Regions from separate parts of the Mus musculus genome. Here region 1 is linked to region 2. Evidence: chromatin contacts called from public HiChIP or PLAC-seq data. All regions are on one chromosome and are shown on one strand. The core of a region is the stretch at or near the end of the contact, and the rest is flanking DNA. Distances in the headings are between cores, read along the strand shown. Region 1 holds the start of Nkd1 (naked cuticle 1). Region 2 overlaps Gm34751 (a long non-coding RNA gene).

Region 1 (5,566 bases), core at 305-2,804, 140 kb before region 2:
TGGCAGATGGCACTGATGAATGCCACAGACACAGTTGGAGGTAGCCACAGATCCTGGGCCAGCAGAGCCCTGCCCTCTACCCAGACACTCCTGTCTGCCTTTAGTCTTAACCCCTCCCTGTGGAAAAGCTGGCCACAAAAGCAAAGTAGAGGAGCCCCCCCAGCCCCCGACACACACACAGAAACACAGCATAGTTTCCCCACCCCACTGGACCTGTATCATCGCCTCCCTGGCACTTCCTCCCCAAGCAACCCTCTGTGCCCAGCTGGGCAGGAGACTGGTGCCCACTTGATCGACAAGGGTCCTCCAAAGCATAGGGCACAAGTAGGGCTAGTGGGGCACACAGTGGCTGAGAAGGGATTTTTGGACTTAGAACAATGTGCAAGCGGGATGCTAAAAGTTGGAGTAGGGGGAGATCCTCAGACTCTCCCCAAGGCTAAAAGGGGTGAAAGGATGGAACGGAGTGGGGGGCCATACCCGAGTGCCTCGACCAACAGTGCCTGCCAATCTCAGCTGACGGGGTCCTGAGACGCTGCCTGGACAGCGCTGCCTCCCGATCCACTCCTCGATGCCTTTCCTTGCCCAAGCAGCGCTTACAGCAAAGCTGTCACCTGAGGCGGGAAGAACACGAAGACATTGAGTCTGGGCCCCCCCGGCTGGCAAAAAGTTACCAGAGAGTGAAGGGAAGGAGACAAGGCGGCACAGCCCGGAGAGTAAAGACTTGGCAAGAGGGTCAAGCACCAGACGGAGCAGAATCCAAAAGAGCGAAATAGCCAAGGAAGGGGGCTCGGCGAGATCCTAAGTGCTAGGAGGATTCAGAGGGTGAAAGGGAGGAGGCAATATACCCTGACTGAAGGAGTTCGGGGATCAGAGAGGAAGGAGCGCGGGAGGCAGGGATTGCGAAGGAGAGAGATGAGGGTCAGCAGAGAGGGTGCAGTGAGACCAGAGACCAAGTTCTCCGGAGTAGGGGCTGGCGACTAGAGGAAGGCGCAAGATCTTGGGGAGCTGAAGGGAAGACGCCGCCGCCAAAGTGGAGGGGGTTAGGGTCAGCAGTGGGAGCACCGGGCTGTGGGGAACGGGTAGGAGGGACAGAGGGGCCCCAAAGAGCGCTCCCGGGGCGGGGCTGGGGGCTGAGGCAACCCTGGTAATGAGATCCAGCGGCAGGGCGGTCCGCGCCGCCTCCCTCGCGCCCCCCGGGCTGGTGGCCCGCACGCCTACCTTCCGGGCTCTCCCTGCGCTTGCACACGGCGGCTGCGGGCACATCGCGCGCGGCGGCGGCGGCGGGAGCCGGAAAGAAAGGAGAGGGAGAGTTAGCACCGGCGAGAGGACGCGGGGCCGCGGCCGGCGCGCAGGCGAGGACACTGACCCGGCTTCGAGTGAAGTTTCCCCATGCTGGGGCGCGGCGGCGGAGCGTCCTAAGCCATGCGTCCGGCCGCCGACCCCGCGCCAGCCTCGCTCGCCTCCTCCTCACAGTCCGCGCGCCGAGCGCAGCCTTAGGCGGCGCCGGGACGCGCTCCTGCCGCCGTCGCCGCGGCCGGACTGACGCCCGGGCGCGCCGAGCCCCCTGCCCGCCGCCGCGGCCCCGCGCCTCCCTGAGCGCCCATTGGCCGGCAGCGGCCCATCAAAGGCGAGGCGGACGCGGCGGGGCGGGTAGAGGCGGGGCCTGCGGGTAGGGGCTGGCCGATGGGCGGGACCACAGAGGGCGTGGCCTGTGGGCGGGGAGGGGTGGAGCCTCGATGGGGAGGGGCTTTGGGTGTGCTGGGCCCCAAGCCCCCCGTGCGAACCTCGGGGCCTGAGTCGGGACCGGGCGGAGGCTTTGGCCGCTGGGTGGTGGAACAGCGCTGCCCTCGCTGGTGACACTGAGACTTCCCTCTTCTCTGCATTTCCTCGAAGCTGCCAGAGTGGGACTGGATGGCTCGAGTTCACAGGTGGGGAAACTGAGGTTATAACTGGCGACCTCAGATGCCCTAGCATACGTGTCTACTGCTCTCCCATGGTGCTGTCCCTTCCCAGACTTACAGTGCTCAATCCCTGTTTTCAGCTGCCTGCCCTTTTCTTTGACTACTCTGGGTTTTGGGTTTGTTTGATTTTGTTTTTTGGGTTTTTCTTTTTTTTTTTTTTTTCCCATTTGGGAGTCCAGTAGAAATCAACTGGACACCTTGCTGGCTAGAGGGAGTTCAGGCCCACTCCTGTTAACAACAAGTGTACAGGAACCCCGAGCTGTCCCCTTGTCACTCGCAACTCTTCTTCGCCCATGGGCTCCTGAGTGCCCAACTGGGATCGGGGCGAGCTGCCAAGCTATGAGGCCAGGAGCGGTGAACCGCCGGATCTTTGATCTTTCTTAGTTTCCGTTTCCCCCTTCCCCCCTGCAGTTCTGCAGACCCCAAGGGCCTGTTTGTTTTGTCTGGGGAGGTCTCTGCAAAGGGGAAGGCGACTTAAAGGCTTCCACTATATACCTTTGTGGTCCTTAGAAGGACGTTCTCTGCTGTCCCCGCGCTAAGCTTATCCTGGTATCTGAGCCTGGGCATGGGAAAGAACCAGTTCTGCTCTTAGAGCTAGACTCACTGCTTCAGCCTCAGTTTTATGATCTGTACAATGGAGACTTAGTTCTCCTCATTTTTTTAAAACCTGCTCCCCTGTGCTGCGATACTCAATATAAACAGGTGACCTACAGTGGTTGGTCGTTTTTAGACTTACAAGTAAGCACTTTGTGGGAAGGGATCTGGGAGTCAATCCCAGAGCACTGCTTTGACAAGCCGGTGCTAGGCAAGCAAACACTGTGATTGAGCTATGTCCTGAGCCCTAGGCGCTACAATTTTTAAAAAGTTAAACAGGTGTGTCATCCAGATGGCTCAGCTGCTAAAGTTGCTTGCCACCAAGCCTGAGGATCTGAGTTCCATCCCCAGAGACCACATGGTGAAAGGAATGGCCAACCTGCTACAAAATTATCCCCTACACACACACCTCCACCAAAAAAAAAAAAAAAAAAAGTAAGTTTCACATTAAAAGTAAAGGGCAAAGTTGGTTTGACTCAAGATAGCAAAAATCACATCAATACTTAGTAAGATGTCACGTTCTTTGTTTTCCACTGTCTTTAAGGTCTGGTGTGCATATTACACTTGAAACACATCTCAAACAGAAGAGCCACACTGCAAGAGACCTTGGCATGTGGCTGGTGGCTGCTGTGCTGTGAAGTACGACTCTGAGCACCTCCTTGTCTCAGAGGACAAGGGAACCCGGAGCTGTGTGACCCTCTGAAATTCTTCATCCCTCTTCTTGCTTATATACCCTGTCTGGAGGAAATAAAAGCTAATCTAAGCACACCCCTAAATCTCATGTGGCATGCCTTTATCCAAGTATGGCTGGGACCTCACAAAACAGCAAAATAATACTGTTTCTTTGTTTGTTTTGAGTCAAGGACCTTCTACCAGGTTAGCCTGGAACTCACCACGTAGGCCAGGCTGATCTTGGAATCGAAGCGATGTTAGTGCTTTAGCCTCCCTGCAGACTGGGATTGTAGGTGTGAGCCACCACACTTGGACTGTTGTCAGCTGTGTATGCCACATCTTTAGTGCCTGTTGGATTTCTGTGCCCTCAATGAAGGCTTTTGTACTTGTAGAAAGGACAGATCCTGCTAGGTAGCCTCAGAGAAGTAGGGTTACCTGCCCAAGGAGTTACCCATCATGCAGCTGATTCATGATCTAGTTGAGAACCAAGTTGCTTTGCTGACGTGCATTTCACTACCCCAGGTTTCCAGCACATTCCAAGCATAACATCTGGAAAGAAAGAATAAGTGCCAGCTGTGTGGTAGGCATTGTTCTAGCACTTCAGTGAACAAGTGGAACAGTACCACATGCACAAACCTGCTCCCCCCACCCCCCACGCCCCCATCCCCCACCCCCCACCCCCGCCATGACCTGGGTGGAAGAGAGACGAAAAACAGTGCCCATGATGAAACCCAAGAGGACAGAAGGCAGCTTACATCCAGGAAAGGGTTAGTATTGTCCAAGACACCAGGCAAGCTGCTAAACACCGACTGTACCCAGGACACCCCCAGAATCACATGGCCCAGATGTCTAGGGTGTAGTGGTAAAGCATGCGAACTGTGTGGGAATGGAAGAGAAGACCCTGAGACTAGACGAGAGTGGCCGAGGTCACAGGTCCCGAGCTGACAGGGAACATCCCGCAGAGTGTCTGCTATAGAAGTGGAGTTCCTGTGGGGTCCCTGCTTGTCTTTCTCACCCACACCCACACCAGTGCCAGGGGCTTCGAAATCAAAGCAAAACCCTTTCTCACAGAGCTTAGAACGTTGGTTACTTCCTTAAACCTGTCATGGCTTTCTTCTTTCATGAGAAAACAGTATCCCCTCTGCCCCTTGGGAATGTCTCTTTGCAGTTCAAAAAGAGATAAAAGCAAAGACTAAAACTCTGTAGTTACCAGCTTGAGTCTTAGGGGAAGTAAATCCCAAACGGCTGGCCAGACACAGAGGCCCCACCAGGCGCCTGGGACTTTGCCACTGTCGGACCCTCACGGCTTCTACAAACACACACCTCTGACCCTGGCATGAGAAGCCAGAGAGTGGGCCGGGTGGGGACTGGATCACCTGTCCAGGATTCAGAGGACGAACTCCCTAGCAGCCACCAGGGCACCATCCAGCTAGAGTGGCTCTTTGCCCTCTGCGGGCTCCCCACCCCATCGCTTGCTGTCTTTTTCTGTTTTAATAATTTATCTGGCCCATTTTCTTGGGCTGTATACTTACAGTGACACATCGCTTTCTTTGAAGCTTTCCCATCCTTTGGGGGAGGAGAGCAGGAGAGGAAGGCCATGAAGAGATAAGACAGAGAGGTTAGACCCACCGCCTGCATGGGCTGCAGATTTCCCAAGACTGATTTGGGGAAATCTGTCAGATGAAAGGCTAGGAGGTTTTTTTTTTTTTTTTCAAAAGCCCCATCATCCTGGTTGGCTGCCCATATCCCAGGTTAAGCTATCTGATCTGGCTCCCGTCAAACACCACTTCCTAGGTTAGAAACCCTCTTTGGCCTTCCGCACACAAGACACGCTCTCTAAACATCAAGGAGCCTACCCCTCTGCATCCAGTTGGTACTCCTTCATTTTTAATACAGAGCTGCCTTCCCTTCTGAGTCTCCTTGAGGGCAGGACTCTCATTGCTTTACGTATCCTGATGTCATCCATAAGAAGTAGAAATATAATCTGGAGACAGGCATACTGGCTCAGGTTTGAAATTCCAGCGCTTGGGAAGCTAAGGCAGGGGTATTGTGAGTTGGGGACCAGCCTGGGCTACATAATGAGACTATGATCAAGGGAATGATACCAGTTCGTCTGGTTCCTTGCGGGCCCCTGCGTTTGCCGCATCTTCATGTCCCTGGGAAGCTATGACTGCTGGGGCCTGGAGACCTCTTGTGGGTGGGGGTGGGGCAGATGGATGAGGTGGGTAACCCAGGAGGAAGAATGGAGGTCTCAAGATCAGCAGAGCATGAAACAAGAGTGCTCCTTGAAGGTGGAAAGTGGGGGGTGGGGGGGATCAAAGGAAAACAGGGGGCAGCTG
Region 2 (5,140 bases), core at 203-2,702:
TCTCAGCACCTCAGCTCCTCACTCAGTCACTGATGAAGCATCTGAAGAGTTGGATCATGAGAAAGAGGCAATGGGCCTATGATCAGGGTGCCTTGCAAAATGGCAGGTGGGGGAGGGGGCCAGATCCCTCCATCTACCTCTCCCACTGGATACAGACTTTACACAAAGCTCGGAATCCCAGCATCCGCATCCTTCAGTGCATCTCTTACTTGTCCCTGAGCAGCTGTGTGACCTTGATGAGCCCTTTCCCAGCCAGAGCCTCTAAGTATCCATGCTACAGCCCTGTGGGGGAGGCAATCCTGGGATCAAGTGTTCCTCACCAACTTTCAGGCCAGCGGTGCCCTGACAAGGATGCTCAGGGGCCGGTCCTGTCCACCTGACTTCCCCAGGAGGTCCTCATCCTGTCCGGTTTTATCTCTCCTTCCTGCCGATCCATCAAAACTTAGCTTTCTGGTCCCCTCAAGTCCTGCCATGTTGGCTCTAAGACATTACTGTATCAGAGGCTGGAGAGAGAGTTCAGCAGTTAAAAGCACAGGCTGCTCTTGCCGAGGACCTGGACTTAATTCTTAGCTTCCACAAGGTGGCTCAAAACCATAGTAACTCCAACCCCAGGGGATTGACACCCCTACTGGTCTCTTCCAGGTACTGCATGTAGATGGTGTACAGACATATACACAGGCAAAACATCTATACATGTTAAATGAGTGAATAAATAAATAAAATTTTAAAACAAAGCAACAAAACAAACAAACAACAAGAACACTGCATAACCCAGATAGACAGCAAGTAACTAAAACTAATGGCTTTTCTCTCTTTCTCCCCCTTCCCAAGAACAAGAGAGAAGGCTGGGGTTGCAGGACTAACAGTTCTGCCCAGGGAACTCTATACAAGGGCCTTGAAACCTTAAAGGCAGCAGAAACTGAGACATCCACATTGGGCTCACCTGTGACAGGGTATTGGCAGTCCCCAGGGAGCACGTGGGCCCCTTATGTGGCAGAGTGGCACAAGGCACATTATTCCTAGCCTGCATCCAATGTCAGTCACGTTGCCTGGTACCCCACCCTGTTCCCGAAAACCAAAGGCGCCCCTTCCAGAGAAAAAAGAAGACAGCCTCTTCATTAATAGCGCTGGCGGCAAGGTAAGGCCGGCCGCCCGCCCCAAGCCCGCGCCCCTAATTATGCCACGCGCCTTTCATCCCCACGCACACACGCGGAAAGTTTATTGTTGTATTTCGGCCTTTCTTCAGTCTCCTCTGCCTTTCATGCGAGGGAAGGGTGCTGAGGGGTCAAAGCTTCCTCCCCCGGCGCCTCTCCCTGCTTCAGTCCTTTAGAAAAACACCCAAAGCCATAATTTGTCTTAGAATTTCTTTTGAAACAGCTACAAGAAAGACTAACGACTGCTCTTTTCCCTCTGTTTCTGATTCCAGCCATCCCTTTATCTGGCTTTCATTAGAGCCTGGGCCGCGCCTCTTTTGTGGGAGAGACTTGAGGGAGCCGAGGCAGTTTCCCGCCGCTGTGATGTTGCTAAAGATTAAAAAGGAGCTTTGAAGCTGCACCAGCGCTGCCTGCGCCCCCTCGGAACAGGACCTCAGAAAGACCCGCGCCATCTGGCAAACCTGACATAAAGACAAAATAAAGTGATTGAAACAGTCTCTTCAAAGCCACAATGGCAGATTTGTTGATTTGGGCGTTATCTTTCATGCGAGGCCCTCAGAAGTCACCAGAACACCTAGATAACCTCAGGCAGGCCTGACTGGAGTGGATAGAGCCTTCCAGGCTGAAGCTTGCCGAGAGAGAGGACTGGCTGGAACTGGTGGGGGCTGAGAGACGGACTGATGGCCACCGGAGGTGGCTTTGGGTCACTCAACAATTGAATGTAGAGGGTTCAATCACTGGGACTCTGCCTCACCTGTGTGTTCCCGTGTTCCCTCAGGAAGAGCACCGGATGCTGGTGGAAGTAGAGCCCCCGTGGGAAGCTGATACGGGGATGCATGTGGAGAGGGCAAGAGATGGAAAGGCCTTACCCTGGTTGCAGCTGACAGCCTGTTAGTGGTGCCATGACACTGTTGTCAGTGACAATCCTGGCTGGGCAGGTGCTTCCAGGCTAGGTCCCACCAGACAATCTCAGCCAACTGAGCCCAGCAAGTTACTACTGACCTCTAATAACACCCACCATGGCTGGAATTTGGCTCACTGTGTGCGTGAGCCTGGGCTCCTTCATTGGAGAAACTGCTGTCATGATCGGACCCTTACATTCTGTTAGGTGGCAGTGTTGAGCCTACAGCTCCCAGTCTTGAACCAAGAATGTTCTGTTGAGCTAATGGGGTGGCTTATACCTGTGAGCCCAGTGCTTCAGGGGTGGAGTTAGAAGAATCAATGGTTCAAGGTCCCTCCCAACTACACAGCAATCTTGGACTACAAAAGACCGGCTCTCAAAAAAAAAAACAAAAAACAAAAAACAAAAAACAACAACAACAACAAAAAGCAAATGAACAAACTGCCTTGGACAGCAGTCTGGAGAGGGCAACACAAACACCAACTGAATAGACTGAGCTTCAGCCCAAGGGCTTAGGGTGACACCCCACATCCCCACCACCCATGCAACTTCTCCTAGTAAGAAGATGCACGGGCTGGAATGGGAAGAAAAGAATGGTAAGGGGGCTCAGCAAGCACTATTAAGGGGCTCAAGTGGAGTGTGGGGAGCAGAACAGCTGGCCCTCCATTCCCGCCACCTGACCACCGTGACTAGTTCAGCTTCGTCTCCACACAAGGCACCCAATTCAACCCCTGCCTTTATTTTAAGGCCTTGCTAACCAAACGCGTGCACAACTTAGAAGGTAGGATGGCTGGAGGCCTCCAACCCTTCCTCCTAATCCCCTTAAACCCGGGGTTCCAATCGGGCTGACGAACCGGATAAGAAATGAATTGCAGTCTGCCGCGTTTCGGCAAAATTGCCAATTCGTGAAATTTGACCACTGCTCCACCTCCAAGGATCTACTGAAGCCCTACTGTGCACATCCACACAAACAAAAGTGATGCCAAGCTGTCCTCAAATTCCAGGCACAGAAAAGACACCCAGAGTTCATCAGCGGGAGGCGTGACAAGCCACTTCTGCTTTCAGGGCAGGGGCAAGGGTCCTATCACACACATGGGCCCTCCAGACAACTTGCCTGCCCCGGACAAATGTACTGCCAGTATCAGCCCTCCCCACTGCCTTGTCTATTTCAGAGGAAGCGCTCATCCCAGGTGGCCCACACCACCCTTCCTTCCTCTCAGAACACAGCTGGCTTGGCATGGGGTGTCGGGAGGGGCTCACAACAGATTTCCTGGCCTGAGATTAGGGTTCTATCTGTTTCCTCCCAGAGTGAGAGGAGAGTCTTCTCCCCTGAGGGGGCTGCAGGGCTGAGTGCACAGGCAGAGGCGGCTCCCAGCCCACCAGTTCCTGCGGGGAACCTTCCAACTCTGTCATTCACCCTCCTTTACTGGTTTCCACACCTTCATTGTCTGATAGACTTCTAGTCATCCTTTAAAACCCATCACTGATGATTCTCCTCTGAAGCCCTTCTGAACCTCCGTTGCCCGTGGCTCACATGTCACATCTCCATCTCTCTTGGGTGCCTCTGAAATAAAGACTATAATATCTTGTTCAGAAAAAGTATGCATGCCTGAAGTCATAAAGGCTTAGACCAGATGCCAGCTTCCCTATCCATCAGCTGTGACATTTGGGCAGGTCACTTTGCCCCTCTGATCCTCATTTGTGAGTGGAAAAAAAAATGTATCCTCCCGGCTTGTTTTGGAGATTCAGTAAGGTAATGTGGGTCAGGGGGATGACACAGTGGGCAAAGACCTCGCAGAGGACCTGGGATCAGTTCCCACCAACTCACATTGTGGCTTATAACTGCCTATCAACTCTGGTTACAGAAGATTGAATGCCCTTTTCTTCAGCAGGCTTCAGTAGGCACTGGGTACCCAGATATACATGTAGATAAAACATTCATACATGTCAATAAAATAAAGTAGTGTATGTGGAAAAAAGCCTTCAATGGTAACTAACACATAGTAGGTCTCAAGGGATATTAACTCCACTCCTTCCTTGATAGAATGTGAATCCCTTAACAACAGGGCCAGGTGCAGTGACGATTTTGGAAGTTTGGTTTAAAAAAAAAAACCACAGAAGTATTATAAGAATATGTTTTCATTTTAATCCCAGGTGTGGGATATGGGGCTGCTTCAGACTGCCCACAGCAGCTGACTATGATTTGCCTCGTGCTCTAGCAGGGGCGTGATTTTACTGGCAGCAGATAGTTTCTGTGACTGTGTAACATATGGAATTCTGGGGACTTCTCAGAGGGTCTATAAATGCTAGGGCCCCGTGGGACAGAGTGGGTTGTTGGTTGGTAACTGTTGGTTGTTGTTACCATGGTTTGTTAAGCCATGGTTGTGAACAAAGAAGAAAAAAGAAATTAGATATCCTGACTGCAAAGATCAAACTTATCCCAAGGAACTCGATGCCCCTAATCAGCAGCAAGTAGTTTAATGATAACATCACCACTTTCCCTTCTGTCTTGTTTTCTCTCCTATCTAGCATTAGGGGGTGAAATGGTAAAAGAAAGGGGAGTGCAGAAGGGTAAAAGAGAAAAGATCCCACAAAATGTCGAACATGGCCTGCACCCAGGTCTTCATTCACTCACGTAGTCACTTCATCAGTGGTCCATCAGCCTGAGCTCCTCCTGAGCGCTGAGCTCTGAGCTCTTAGTCAGAGCTGGGTTACACAGCAGATCTCGGTACAGACTGTGCCCCCCTGCCCAGCCACCCCTTAGCGGTTCCTTTTCATCCCACCCCAGCACCTGCTGTGACTGGCACTGTCCCCACATCCCCATGCTTTCTAAGAAGCTTGGCAAAAGTCTTCCTTTGCACTCCCTGATGGTGTATCTGACCAGAGCAAAGAGAGACAGGATAGACAAGTTGTCTCCAGGGCCTGGGACCAGGACCTGTGTCCCTGCTTTGAAAGATGATGACCTATCTTGGCATCCCACAGAGTATGCTATCCTTTAGGCATCTTTTCTGTGGCTAGCATCTGAGGGTAGATAGATGCCATAGTTTTCTTTGTGGACGCACAGAAGTGTTCACAGCTGAACTTT

The links. HiChIP or PLAC-seq counts read pairs in DNA pulled down with a chosen protein or histone mark.
Region 1: an H3K4me3 HiChIP or PLAC-seq map of craniofacial prominence shows a contact between it and region 2, with 2.8 times the contacts expected there. The contact joins the promoter of Nkd1 here to the enhancer-like site in region 2. A contact is called at or near these places in 20 of 39 promoter capture datasets (the 3T3-L1 cell line, 3T3-L1-derived adipocytes, the C10 cell line and 13 more), 22 of 484 Hi-C or Micro-C datasets (3T3-L1-derived adipocytes, LSK cells, Sertoli cells and 16 more), 17 of 115 datasets of contacts at active chromatin or transcription factors (the 230-238 cell line, T-cell acute lymphoblastic leukemia, VIP interneurons and 11 more) and 2 of 9 other capture datasets (adipose tissue and liver).

What each region holds. Positions count from the first base shown.
Region 1 is chr8:88,517,332-88,522,897 of GRCm38.p6, reverse strand. It overlaps Nkd1 (naked cuticle 1), which reads right to left and starts at 1,554. Exons shown (of 10, transcript NM_027280.3): 1 at 1,367-1,554; 2 at 1,219-1,251; 3 at 478-611. The coding sequence starts at 1,391. Gm35162 (predicted gene, 35162) reads left to right here and starts at 1,777. Exons shown (of 2, transcript NR_168470.1): 1 at 1,777-1,928; 2 at 3,100-3,327. Gm35076 (a long non-coding RNA gene) reads right to left here. Exons shown (of 5, transcript XR_879058.3): 4 at 4,760-4,793; 5 at 3,353-3,776.
Region 2 is chr8:88,378,838-88,383,977 of GRCm38.p6, reverse strand. Gm34751 (a long non-coding RNA gene) reads left to right here. Exons shown (of 4, transcript XR_879055.3): 4 at 1,427-2,388. Among named protein-coding and RNA genes, the nearest start is that of Gm34751, 7.6 kb to the left of the region's middle. Within about 2 kb of position 1,452, at least 24 of the 459 cell types and tissues checked have an H3K27ac peak or open chromatin away from gene starts, as enhancers often do. A contact at or near this core is called in T-cell acute lymphoblastic leukemia and craniofacial prominence, where this site is marked.